Linked DNA regions of Mus musculus: region 1 is linked to region 2. A link is a contact called in public HiCAR-type data. All regions are on one chromosome and are shown on one strand. The core of a region is the stretch at or near the end of the contact, and the rest is flanking DNA. Distances in the headings are between cores, read along the strand shown. Region 1 overlaps Dock10 (dedicator of cytokinesis 10). Region 2 overlaps Mogat1 (monoacylglycerol O-acyltransferase 1).

What was found. HiCAR-type assays count read pairs that join an accessible place to other places.
Region 1: a contact with region 2 is called in a HiCAR-type map of Th17 cells, with 5 times the contacts expected there. The contact joins two enhancer-like sites. A contact is called at or near these places in 2 of 39 promoter capture datasets (liver and pre-B cells) and 3 of 115 datasets of contacts at active chromatin or transcription factors (Th17 cells, regulatory T cell precursor and thymic regulatory T cells).

The regions. Positions count from the first base shown.
Region 1 is chr1:80,743,489-80,748,868 of GRCm38.p6, reverse strand. The region is part of intron 1 of Dock10 (dedicator of cytokinesis 10); the gene reads left to right. Among named protein-coding and RNA genes, the nearest start is that of Dock10, 12 kb to the left of the region's middle. Within about 2 kb of position 2,393, at least 71 of the 459 cell types and tissues checked have an H3K27ac peak or open chromatin away from gene starts, as enhancers often do. A contact at or near this core is called in Th17 cells, regulatory T cell precursor and thymic regulatory T cells, where this site is marked.
Region 2 is chr1:78,535,776-78,541,043 of GRCm38.p6, reverse strand. It overlaps Mogat1 (monoacylglycerol O-acyltransferase 1), which reads right to left. Exons shown (of 7, transcript NM_026713.3): 7 at 2,871-3,100. The coding sequence ends at 2,946. Among named protein-coding and RNA genes, the nearest start is that of Mogat1, 27 kb to the right of the region's middle. Within about 2 kb of position 3,308, at least 301 of the 459 cell types and tissues checked have an H3K27ac peak or open chromatin away from gene starts, as enhancers often do. A contact at or near this core is called in Th17 cells, regulatory T cell precursor and thymic regulatory T cells, where this site is marked.

The DNA.
Region 1 (5,380 bases), core at 1,144-3,643, 2.2 Mb before region 2:
TGATATGATGGTTTTCCTGTTTACCAACAAGGGGCTTTCTTTCCTTCAGAGTCATATTTGTTTGCTTATCATTCACAACAGTGTTTCCAGGATGGAAATAAATGCTGGTGTTTGCTGGACTAGACATGTTGACCTACATTTAATGATGTAGAAATAATAACATTTAATGAATTTGAATGAGTTAGTGGCAATAGACAAAAACATTTGCCTTGGGAAAGCATTAATATTCTACAATTGGACTGAAGTGGACATGCCTGGGTCTAAAATGAAGAGAGCTCATAGAACTGCACCATTCAAAGGCCCCTTTCATTTCTGCTTCTGAGATATATGAAAGTTCTTTGTTTTTCTAATCTAATTAAAGCATACCTTTTCTCCTGACATAGAATTTGGGAAGCTGGGGAGCTCTTTAATTTAAGCTTATTACCAAAATGGCAGAATTTAACAAAAGATTGGCAGGGAGTCTATTTGAAAAGATGACACCATTTATGATCAACGCACTGAGCTTTTCCCTCCCTGTAATGGTTTCAGTAATTACAAATTTAAATGACTAATTAAGGCTGTCAAAATGACCAATAACTTTTGGCCTTTCAAATCACATATTCTATAAAAAGAACACAGGCACCAACATTTGACTCGGCAAACAAGCCAACAAAAAACTTAACAGAACTTAATATTCAGTGAGATATGATAATTGAATTATTCTTGAACATGCATTGTTTATTTAATAAGCTGCTCAGGATCCCTTTGTCCTAACTCTGGCATGAAAAGAAAGGAATTGCATGTAGCTAGGAAATCTTCACCAATTGTGAGAGATGTTAAAACTCTGTCATACTGGGGAAGGTACTGCGAATGGGAAGAACTGCTGTGTAAAGATACTTACTTTTTATGTTTTTCATATCCTTTGTTTATTTAAAATCAGCCATTTGTTCTAAAAGAAGATGTCATTTTTTAAAAAGTGAATAAAATTGTATTTTGTTTTGCTTTATTATTATAAAGTGCAGGACGAAAAGCTATAAATTTGTTCTGAAAGTGCTATAATAATGTTTATTGGCATACCAACATGTACAGATAATATTCTTCCAGAACCTTCCTGAGTACCACAATCAATTTGAAAAATGCATCTTGTTTTTTTTTTTTTTTAAACTAGCAAGTGTGGTTTCCAGGCAATGCAACTGTGACCATGTTATTAACCTTTGGATTGCTTCTAAAATAAAATGGCAAACACTAAGACCTGGAAAGATGCTTTTTAGTTCTGAAAATCTAAGATGTTCTTTGTGATGTTAAGAAGATTATTCAGAGCACAAAGCTACTCTGTATTTTGTTTGTTTGTTCGTTCGTTTTGTTTAGTTTTCATTTGTCACACTACCAAATTGATTAAGATACCTGACCTTAGCAACAGAAAGAACTGGTTCAAATGTTTTACATCTAAGTAAAAATGCTAGTACTAAAATGATCATCATCAGTGAGAGGCATGACTACTTACAAGAAGCATGGGACTTGCCAAAGGGGGACTGGACCATGATAAGGTAGAGCAAGTCAGGTTCCTCTACCCTAAGAGAAGCAAAAGATTCACTTCAGTCATAGAGCATCCTTTAAAGGACTCTGAAGGTTCATGGTCTCGGGAAAACCCCTATCCACACAGCTGACAGAAAAAAAAAAAATGTGGCTCAGACTCTGAGCCACAAACCAAAGAGCATGGCCCAGGGTACATTTGGGATGATAATAAATAAAATAATTAATTAATTTTTAAAAAGGAAAAGAAAAACAAAAACAGGAATGGTTCCCCCTGCCCAAGTCTACCCTGCCCTGTCAATCACTGATTAGGCAATGAGAGCTTCTCTCTCTCTCTCTCTCTCTCTCTCTCTCTCTCTCTCTCCTCTCTCTCCTCTCTTGCTCTCTCTCACTCTGTCGGGGTTAGTTTTGTCTCCATGACTCATATGACTTACTCTAAGCACATTATCATTTCAGAGAGGTTGAGAAAGAGTTTGTTCCTTGGTCAGCTGGTCCCACTTGCAGCCACACTGACACAGGGCAGGGTACCTGCAGTGTGTTCACTTCAGGGTGGGAGGGAACCATGCAAAGAGCAGAGGCTAGGGTACTGGAGATGATGTTTAGATATTTGGAGATATATGTTTAGCCATTTAAAGTTTTAGGTGAAATTTTGTTTCTGCCAGCAACTTTATAAACAAGTACAACCTAAAGTTTATGTTGCAAAAAAAAAAAAAAAAAAAGGAAAAAAATGTGAATTCCTCAATAGTCTACAACACTAAACATTTAAATCTAAATGGAAAATGCATCTGAAAGAGAAAGGAAGCTAAGTCACAGGATGTGCTCAGGGTTACAGGGTCATGAGACCTGTGTCTCTCCTCTACAGGCCATGTGCAACAGCTGTAACAGTGAGTCTACGTCTGTGTCATAAAGCAGAGGTAGATAACTCTGCTTGTTTTTCCTTGGACTCTCCAGTGAAAGTGTAGGGGCTTTCCAGCTACAGGAGGACTGCTTGCCGAGGGGTTTCAGGAGTCTGAATCTAGCTAAGCTGGGTGTACAGACCTACTCGTATCTTGAACACTTGAGGTTTCTATTTCCTGTCGTTTGCTGGGACTCTGTACCGATGTCTTAAAAATGAGTGAGTGCATTTGTCATCCAGTTGAGAACATGAACCTCTCGGGTTATGAATGTAGAAAGGATGCAAATGTGCTCTTGGGTTTGAGCCACTCCTGTGAGCTGACTTTTTGATCACCAAATCTAAATGACTACACCTGATCTCTCAGTGTCCTGAGCACTGAGTGAGACTTGGCTGAACCTGGCTTGGTAGGATTTGAATTTTGTCAATAGATTTCTGCTGCTTCTATGACCAATGACTACAAATCTAGTGCTAAGTAGCTTTGATGTTTCATATAGGCGAGAAGCTGGTAAAGGCCTGGACTGGCTGGTTTTGTGTGTCCCCTTGACACATGCTGGAGTTATCACAGAGAAAGGAGCCTCCCTTGAGGAAATGCCTCCATGAGATCCAGCTGTAAGGCATTTTCTCAATTAGTGATCAAAGGGGGAGGACCCAGCTCATTGTGAGTGGTGTCATCCCTGGGCTTGTAGTCTTGGGTTCTATAAGAGAGCAAGCTGAGCAAGTCAGTAAGCAGCATCCCTCCATGGCCTCTGCATCAGCTCCTGCCTCCAAGTTCCTGCCTTCTGTTCCTGGCCTGACTTCCTGTGGTGATGAACAGCAATCTGGAAGTGTAAGCTATATAAGCCCTTTTCTCTCCAACTAGTTTCTTGGTCAAGATGTTTTTGTGCAGGAATACAAACCCTGACTAAGACAAAAACCTCACCTGGTTATGGTCAGGGCATTCGCCAGGGCGGTGTCTCTTTCTGAAGGAATTCAAGGAAAATGTGTTTCGTGCTCATTGTTGTTGTCCTAGAATTCAGATCCTTGAATTTGTTAGGTATAAGTCCCTATTTTGTTGAATGTAGACTGAAATCACCTTCCTTGGCCATGGCTCCTTCTTCCATTGTCAAAGCAAACCATCGTGGGTCAAGGTCATTATATGTTACATCTCTTTGACCCTTTCTTCTGCTTCTCTCTTTTGCTGATAAAGATTTATGCCATGGCCTTGACCATCTCATGATATCCAGGCCTTTCATCCTAAATACATCTGCAATGCCCCCCTTTCTGTGCAAGTACATTCACAGGCTCCAGGGATTTGGAACGGATGTCTCTGAAAACAAAAGATGCTCAGAAATACACTAAAAGAACAAATTATCCCCCAAGAACTGCTTTCTAATCCTAATGCAAAGTGGGAGAAACAGGGACCACAGGTCATGGGACAAGGGTCACCTGCTATCAGTATGGGTCTTCCTTCCTCGTTTAAACCTCTCAGAAGATACTCTCGTAGACATGCCTGTTAGTGACAACAAATCGGGTTGATTTGAAAATGAGATTTACCATCACATTGTCAGTACTTACTCTATCTCCCGTGCCACCTCCCCTTGGTTCCTAATTGGTCTTAGCCTCTTCTTTTTATGTTTCCATAGCACTGCAATGGCATTAGTTACCTTCACCATGATCACATACCCACTGCCCTGTCGTACCAGAAAGCTACAGTTTTATCGCAGCTTCATGTATGATCCCCAGCTGGATGGACAGGCAGAAATATGTGTATTATTATGGCTCTTTTAAATGCTCTAAACACTTCACGCCATTCTTGAAAAGGGCACAAATTATAATAAGCAACTTTTTTTTTCTTGCCTTACTTACATGCTTTGATAAGTACCTGCTCTTTGGAAATAAGAGCCCAGGCATTCGAGTTCAATGCCTTTGAAGAAATAAAATAGATTCAGATGCCTTTTAAAGGGCCTCATTTTAATTATTGCCTCTCAGTGAGATAACGGGGCTATGGAGGAAAAAAAAATAATGCATCTTGGACCTGCAATTTCTTTAGATTTTTACAAAGTAGAATCTATTATCTCTAACTTGGAGTTTTTAGTTATTAACATCTCTTTTCCTTTGAAATACTTTCCCCCCACTTTTGGTGAGTCATTCCATTAGATATTAAATTTGCCAGTGTGTGTGTGCAAGTTGTGTGGGATGTGTGTGTGCATTGCATGTGTGTGTGTGTATGCTATCTGCATGAGTTGTATGTGACTGTGTGTGCATTGTGTGGCATGTGTGTGTACGTGTATGTTTGTGTGCATGACACATCTATGAGGTGTGTGTGAGAGTGTGAGTATATATGGTGTGTATGTGTATATGTGTGTGGTGTGTGTGTATGTTTTGTGTGTGTGAGGTGTATGGTGTGTGTGTTGTGTATTGTGAGGTGTGTATGTGTTAGTGTGTGTGTAGGTGTGAGTGTGGGTGTGGGTGTTTTCTTGTGTGCATGTAGGCAAGAATGACTAGCCAGTCAGCCGTGGGATATGCCTGTCTTCAGCTCTCCTACATTGGGAGAATTACAAGTGTACTCCATCATGCATGGGTAATTTTCTGTCCTCAGATCCTCATGCTTGGGACACTGTGAGTACTTCACAATCTGAGCTATGCAAATCCCACCCCCTTCCCCACCCCCACCCCAACAAGCCCCGAACATTGCATTTCTACAAGTTATTCTGTGGTTGGAGAAATATGAAGACATAATAAATTGCCCCATTGCTACCACTGAAAAATCTTGTATCTCGTGTCCCTAAATCCATTATCCCCTTGCTGCCTGGGTCAAAGGTCCATGTGCCACATTTGAACATGCATATGTGGACTACACCTCCTAGCCATAGCCCTCGTGTTTGGTCTTCCTCCTGCCCAGAATGCTCCTATGGGTAGAATCTGCTTCTTAGAGTTGCTCTTACTTTTCAGCCTAAGGAACCTTCTCTGAAACCCTAGGAAGCCTGAGTGTAG
Region 2 (5,268 bases), core at 2,059-4,558:
ATCATGACCAAGAAGAAAACTGGGAGGGAAGGGTTTATTCAGCTTACACTTCCATACTGCTGTTCATCACCAAAGGAAGTCAGGACTGGAACTCAAGCAAGTCAAGAAGCAGGAGCTGATGCAGAGGCCATGGAGGGATGTTCCTTACTGGCTGCTTCCCCTGGCTTGCTCAGCTTGCTTTCTTATAGAACCCAAGACTACCAGCCCAGGGATGATACCACCACAGTGGGCCCTCCCATCCTTGATCACTAATTGAGAAAATGCCTTACCATTGGATATCATGGAGGCATTTCCTCAAGGGAGGCTCCTTTCTCTGTGACAACTCCAGCTTGTGTCAAATTGACAAACAAAACCAAGCCGGGCGTGTTGGCGCACGCCTTTAATCCCAGCACTTGCGGGGCAGAGGCAGGCGGATTTCTGAGTTCGAGGCCAGCCTGGTCTACAAAGTGAGTTCCAGGACAGCTAGGGCTACACAGAGAAACCCTGTCTCAAAAAACAAAACAAAACAAACAAACAAACAAACAAAAAAACCAGACAAACAAAACCAGCCAGTACACCTCCTAGGATCTAGCTCCATGTACTGGGTGGTGGTGGCGGCACATGCCTTTAATCCTGGTTGGTTTACTTTGCTGCTTAAGCTTTTCATGTGATTGTATGGTAGATGGAACATTCACAACTGGAGAGACCTCTGTGAAACTGCACTAGTGATGTGGCATTTGCATGTAATGGATTCCTTACAAAACCCCCATTTGCCATCTGTAGATCCATGTGGTACTTACAGCTATGCTAAATATCCGAGAGACCACTGGCATGGCCTGATTAAGTCTCCAGGAGACCCTAAGAAGTTACGAGGTAAGTTCACCCTCGTCTATAATAGGTATCGAAAATAACGTTTCCCACATGTCAAGTTGCGAGTCATTTAGGCCTAACATTTTTTAAGATCAAAATTTTGTATAAATTCACGAGAGAATGTTTTCTTCAATTTGCAAACTCTGCTTTGCCAAGCCTGCACTTCGGCTGCCAGCTGGGCAATCCAGCTGTGATGGACAATCAGCCTGGCCTCGTCACTAAATGGAATTAAAATTTACTCCTCTGTGAAATCAAGAAATCACAATCCCAGGCTTTTGAAAAGCATCTTCAAAGGATGGATTCATGGGTCTCTAATAACTTAAAGGCTCTGCTTTGGCAAAACGATGGATTTCAAAGCTTTGGGACAACAGATCCTCAGATGGCGCGTGTGGAGCACCTGGGAAGGATCATGCTGCCCTATGTGAACCACTTTCCCACTCTTGCTGTCGTGTAGCATGATTTTTGTGTGTGTAGTATGTATGCATGCACACACATATGCATGGGGACATATGTGCATGGCTATGGCACGCACAACGAAGCCAGAGGACACTCTCTGCTGTCCTTCCACAGGGGCTGTCTGCCATCTTTTCTGAGTCAAGGTCTCTCACTGGGTTGCCCTGCCAGTGAGTTCCTGTGGTCCACTTTCCTTGATCTCCTCAGGGGTCGGATTCCAGGGACACAGCACAGTGCCTGGCGTTTCTGTATGTTCTAGTCACTGCAGCTCAAGTCCTTGTCCTCGAAAGCCTATCTCTCCAGCCCTGGCATGGCACTGAGCACATTCCAGGTTCTCTCCAGACTTTACACTTGAGAACTTGAAGCCTGTTAACAGGAGCGACCTGTGGTTGGATGGAGTTAATCACAAGCAGCTGTAGCGCAGAAGGTTTGGAAAGGTCCTTGGTTTTAGTGCCAGTCTCCCGCTCAGTGACTAAATAGCCAACACCTGACTAGCTTATGACAGTGTGTAGGATTGTCAATTATTGGTGTGGGCCAACTAGAGAGCAGGAAGTGTTCCCATTTCCTGTGGGTCCTGGCTTGTAACAGGTCCTATTACTATGGAATAGCTTTAGGAGAAGCTTCACATTATAGCAATGTTATTTGTTCCACCCACTGGGCAAGTACATATTTTATGCCCTGGGATCGCCCCAAGCTGTGCCAGGCACCAGGGAGAGACCAGCAAGCAGAGAAGCCCCGACTCTGTATTAAGTGAAAAGGCTCTTGGGGGAGAAGATTACAAGTGTTCCTGTTGCATACCACATCTCCAGCACCCTACAATGCATCCTAAAACAGGGCGATGCTATCTTCCAAAAAGACTTGCCTTGCCACTGCAAATACACCCATTTCTGAGTGTAAAGCGAAACGACTCTGGCCATTCCTATGGGATTCCAAGTGGCAGACTCATCCTGCTTCAAAAATGGCAAAACAATTCTGCACTGATTTAAGAAAAAAAATGCATTGATGTGACCTGAAAGACCTAGGTTACCCAGTATACAACTGACATGATTCGGTGACAAATGTTCTGTTTACGTAAGAGCCCTGTCTCTCCAGCTTTCTGTAAGCCAAGTTACACAGTCTCTAAATATCCAGCTGTGCCAAACAACAGCTGCCCTGCTCAGTGACGATACCACCCTAAGCCACAGAATTGCTCAGTTAGTGTCTAGAGGCGCTTTGAAGTTGGTATTTTGCTTTTGCTCTGAGCGCATGAGTAATTCTAAGACTTTTAGGAACCTGAAGAATGATATAGTCTCCCTAAATTCAGAAGATTTTTAAGTCTTAGTCATCTTCAATCCTGTGCTATAATCATCTAGTGTATTTTTATTTTCCACTGTTATGAACCAACCTTGGAGCCTTACCCATGGTAGGTAAGCATTGTACCACTTGGTCATAACCCCAGACCTCCATTTTCCTGTATTTTTATTTATCACAGTATAAAATAACAGCAGTGGTCTTCACCACTAATTCTTTTCAGCTGCAACTTGATTCTAGAGTCAAAACAAACAAACAAAAAACAAAAACAAAACAAAAACCAGAGAAATTATTTATTTATTTTCTCAACGATGCTTTCTTGCCTTCCTTTCTTATGCCTTGGAGGAAGGAGGTTATTTAAATACCAGAGTTTCGTGCTCCGGAATCCCATATTTCCCTTTGTGTTCATTGAACAGTTTCTTTAGCTCCTCTAGGTATGTCTGATGCAGCTCTTCAATCTGCTCTGAGGTCGGGTTCAGAGTCTGCTGAACAGGGATGGGGCGGCCAACTGTGGAAAACAGAGCACGTGTCATCCCTGAGGACAGCCACCACTCCACCCGCAGCCTGGGTCTCCCGTGGGCAGCTGAGCGCTGGGCTGCCAATCGGCTTCCCTCCAGCCCGCTGGCTCCAGTCCTCTCCTCAGCTCACTGGCTGCCTACCTCAGTCACACCATCCCACTCGACAACAAATAAAGAGTTTCCCTTCTCAGCAGACACTGAGCTGTCATTCTGTGGTTTGACTTCTGAGTCAAATGCGCTGCTGTGCCGACTGCAGCTGTGCGCAGAGTAGGCGTTGCTGCGAGCCACGTCACTCTCATTCTCCCCTGGGCACAGCTGACAAGCAAGACCACAGGGTTCTTATTGTGACTGACTGTGAAATGTTCAGGTCACGTGACATCCTCTATTATGACTTTTTAAAAAATATCTTTCAGAACAATTGAAAATGTCACTTACTTACAGCGAAGTCTCTGTGCGAGAAAGTCATCTAGTCACAAAACTGAAAGCAACCACAGCTCATTAGGAAAACAGTTACATAGGCTGAGCTACATTCCAGTTATTCACCGGAATCTTAGGCAGCTATCTTTTTTAAAAAAAGAAATAACAAATAACGTGGCACACACAGTGCCTAAAATGTCTAAGAAAAGTTGCAAAATGAAGTGTGATCCCATCTATAAAAAAATAAATTTCTAGGTGCACCAATATTTTCAGTGTACAAGAAAAACCTGGCAAGATCAACATTTTCCTTTGGGGATTGGGTCAGGGGTGGGGAACAGCACATTTATTTTACCTGTATCGTATGAATGTTCCCCCCCCCCAAAAGTATCTGTTTCATCTGTATAATTACAAAAATACCTATTGGTTGTAAATAAATCTGGCGGCTTCTGTACATATTTTAAAAGACGTTTACATAACAATCTCAGAATTTGGAAATTCAGAAATACAAGTCTTTGACGGCCTGTATACACTGCACCCCCTGCTGGCCTGGTGTTGCTATGCGCCCAAGGCCAGGATGAGCCGGGTGGTTAACTTCAAACCTTGAAGCAAACTACTCCTTCTGAAGTCATTCGCTTGGGCATGAGGACTGTGAGCGCCGCTGTAGGGGGGTGGGGGTGGGGGGATGCAGTACGCAAAGGGGAGTCGGGTGGGGGTGGGTTCCTTTGTCTTTCTTCAAGCTACATACAGAGCGAACCTGTGCCAGTAATGGAAGGTGGTTATTTTTTAAAAACCTAAGCAATCGTGAAGGAATAAAGAGGCAGCAAGTGATAAAGACCATGAATATGGGAGTTGAGAGGCACAGAAGGAAGGACTGACACTCCCTAATTGCTGAGTGTTTCACTAGACCGAGCCTCCAAACACTCGAGGGCAGTTTCCTTCGATCTTTACGAAGTCTGATTTATGCACAGTAGACACCAGTCCTTTGACACACATTAGAGAGAACTGGAGGAAACAAGCCAGTGCTGGCACATACCTGTAGTTTCAGCACTCAGGAGGTGAAGGCAGGAAGGCTGGGAGTTCCCGGGCAACCTTGGCTACATAGTGAGCAGGCTGGACCCATCTTAGTTTTCTCTCTGCCCTAAAGTTTCCTGGGCAAGGGATGGGAGAATACAACTTGTTCTATAAAGCTTCCTCGCAGTTGTGACCTTTGAGGAAGGAAATCTGAGAAATCTGTACACAGACGGACCAGTAAACTTGTAGTCTTTTAGAAATAGCTGTAGTTTTTAGTGAGACTACCTCAGGGAGAGAGGTCAACGGGACGGTGAAGTGGGGACTGTGGAGAGAGGCATTGCTGTCTAAGGCAGAGTAAAAACAGCTTACTGTTATAGGAATTGTGACCTCTCAACCTCTCAATTAGGGCTTCTTTCCCTAGGAAGGACACCACAGCTAACTAAGTCCCTTCTTATTAAGTTCCGTTATATTTCAGCAGCTTCTCCCAGGAGCTCAAATCTACCCCTTTCGACTGAAGTAATCATAAGATGTTCTCCTTGTAAGATGAGCATAGCCCTTCCTGCTTTCCTCTGAGATGTTAAAAGTTCCAAATCACAGGAACTTAATATTTAAGCCTAGCATCCCTTCCTCCAGTTCCTAAGCTGTCCCCTAACTGGATTAGAAGGTTAGAAAAGCTCAATGCTTTTTAGGGATAAGCTAGAGGTAATAAAGGGACAATTTGATCATCATC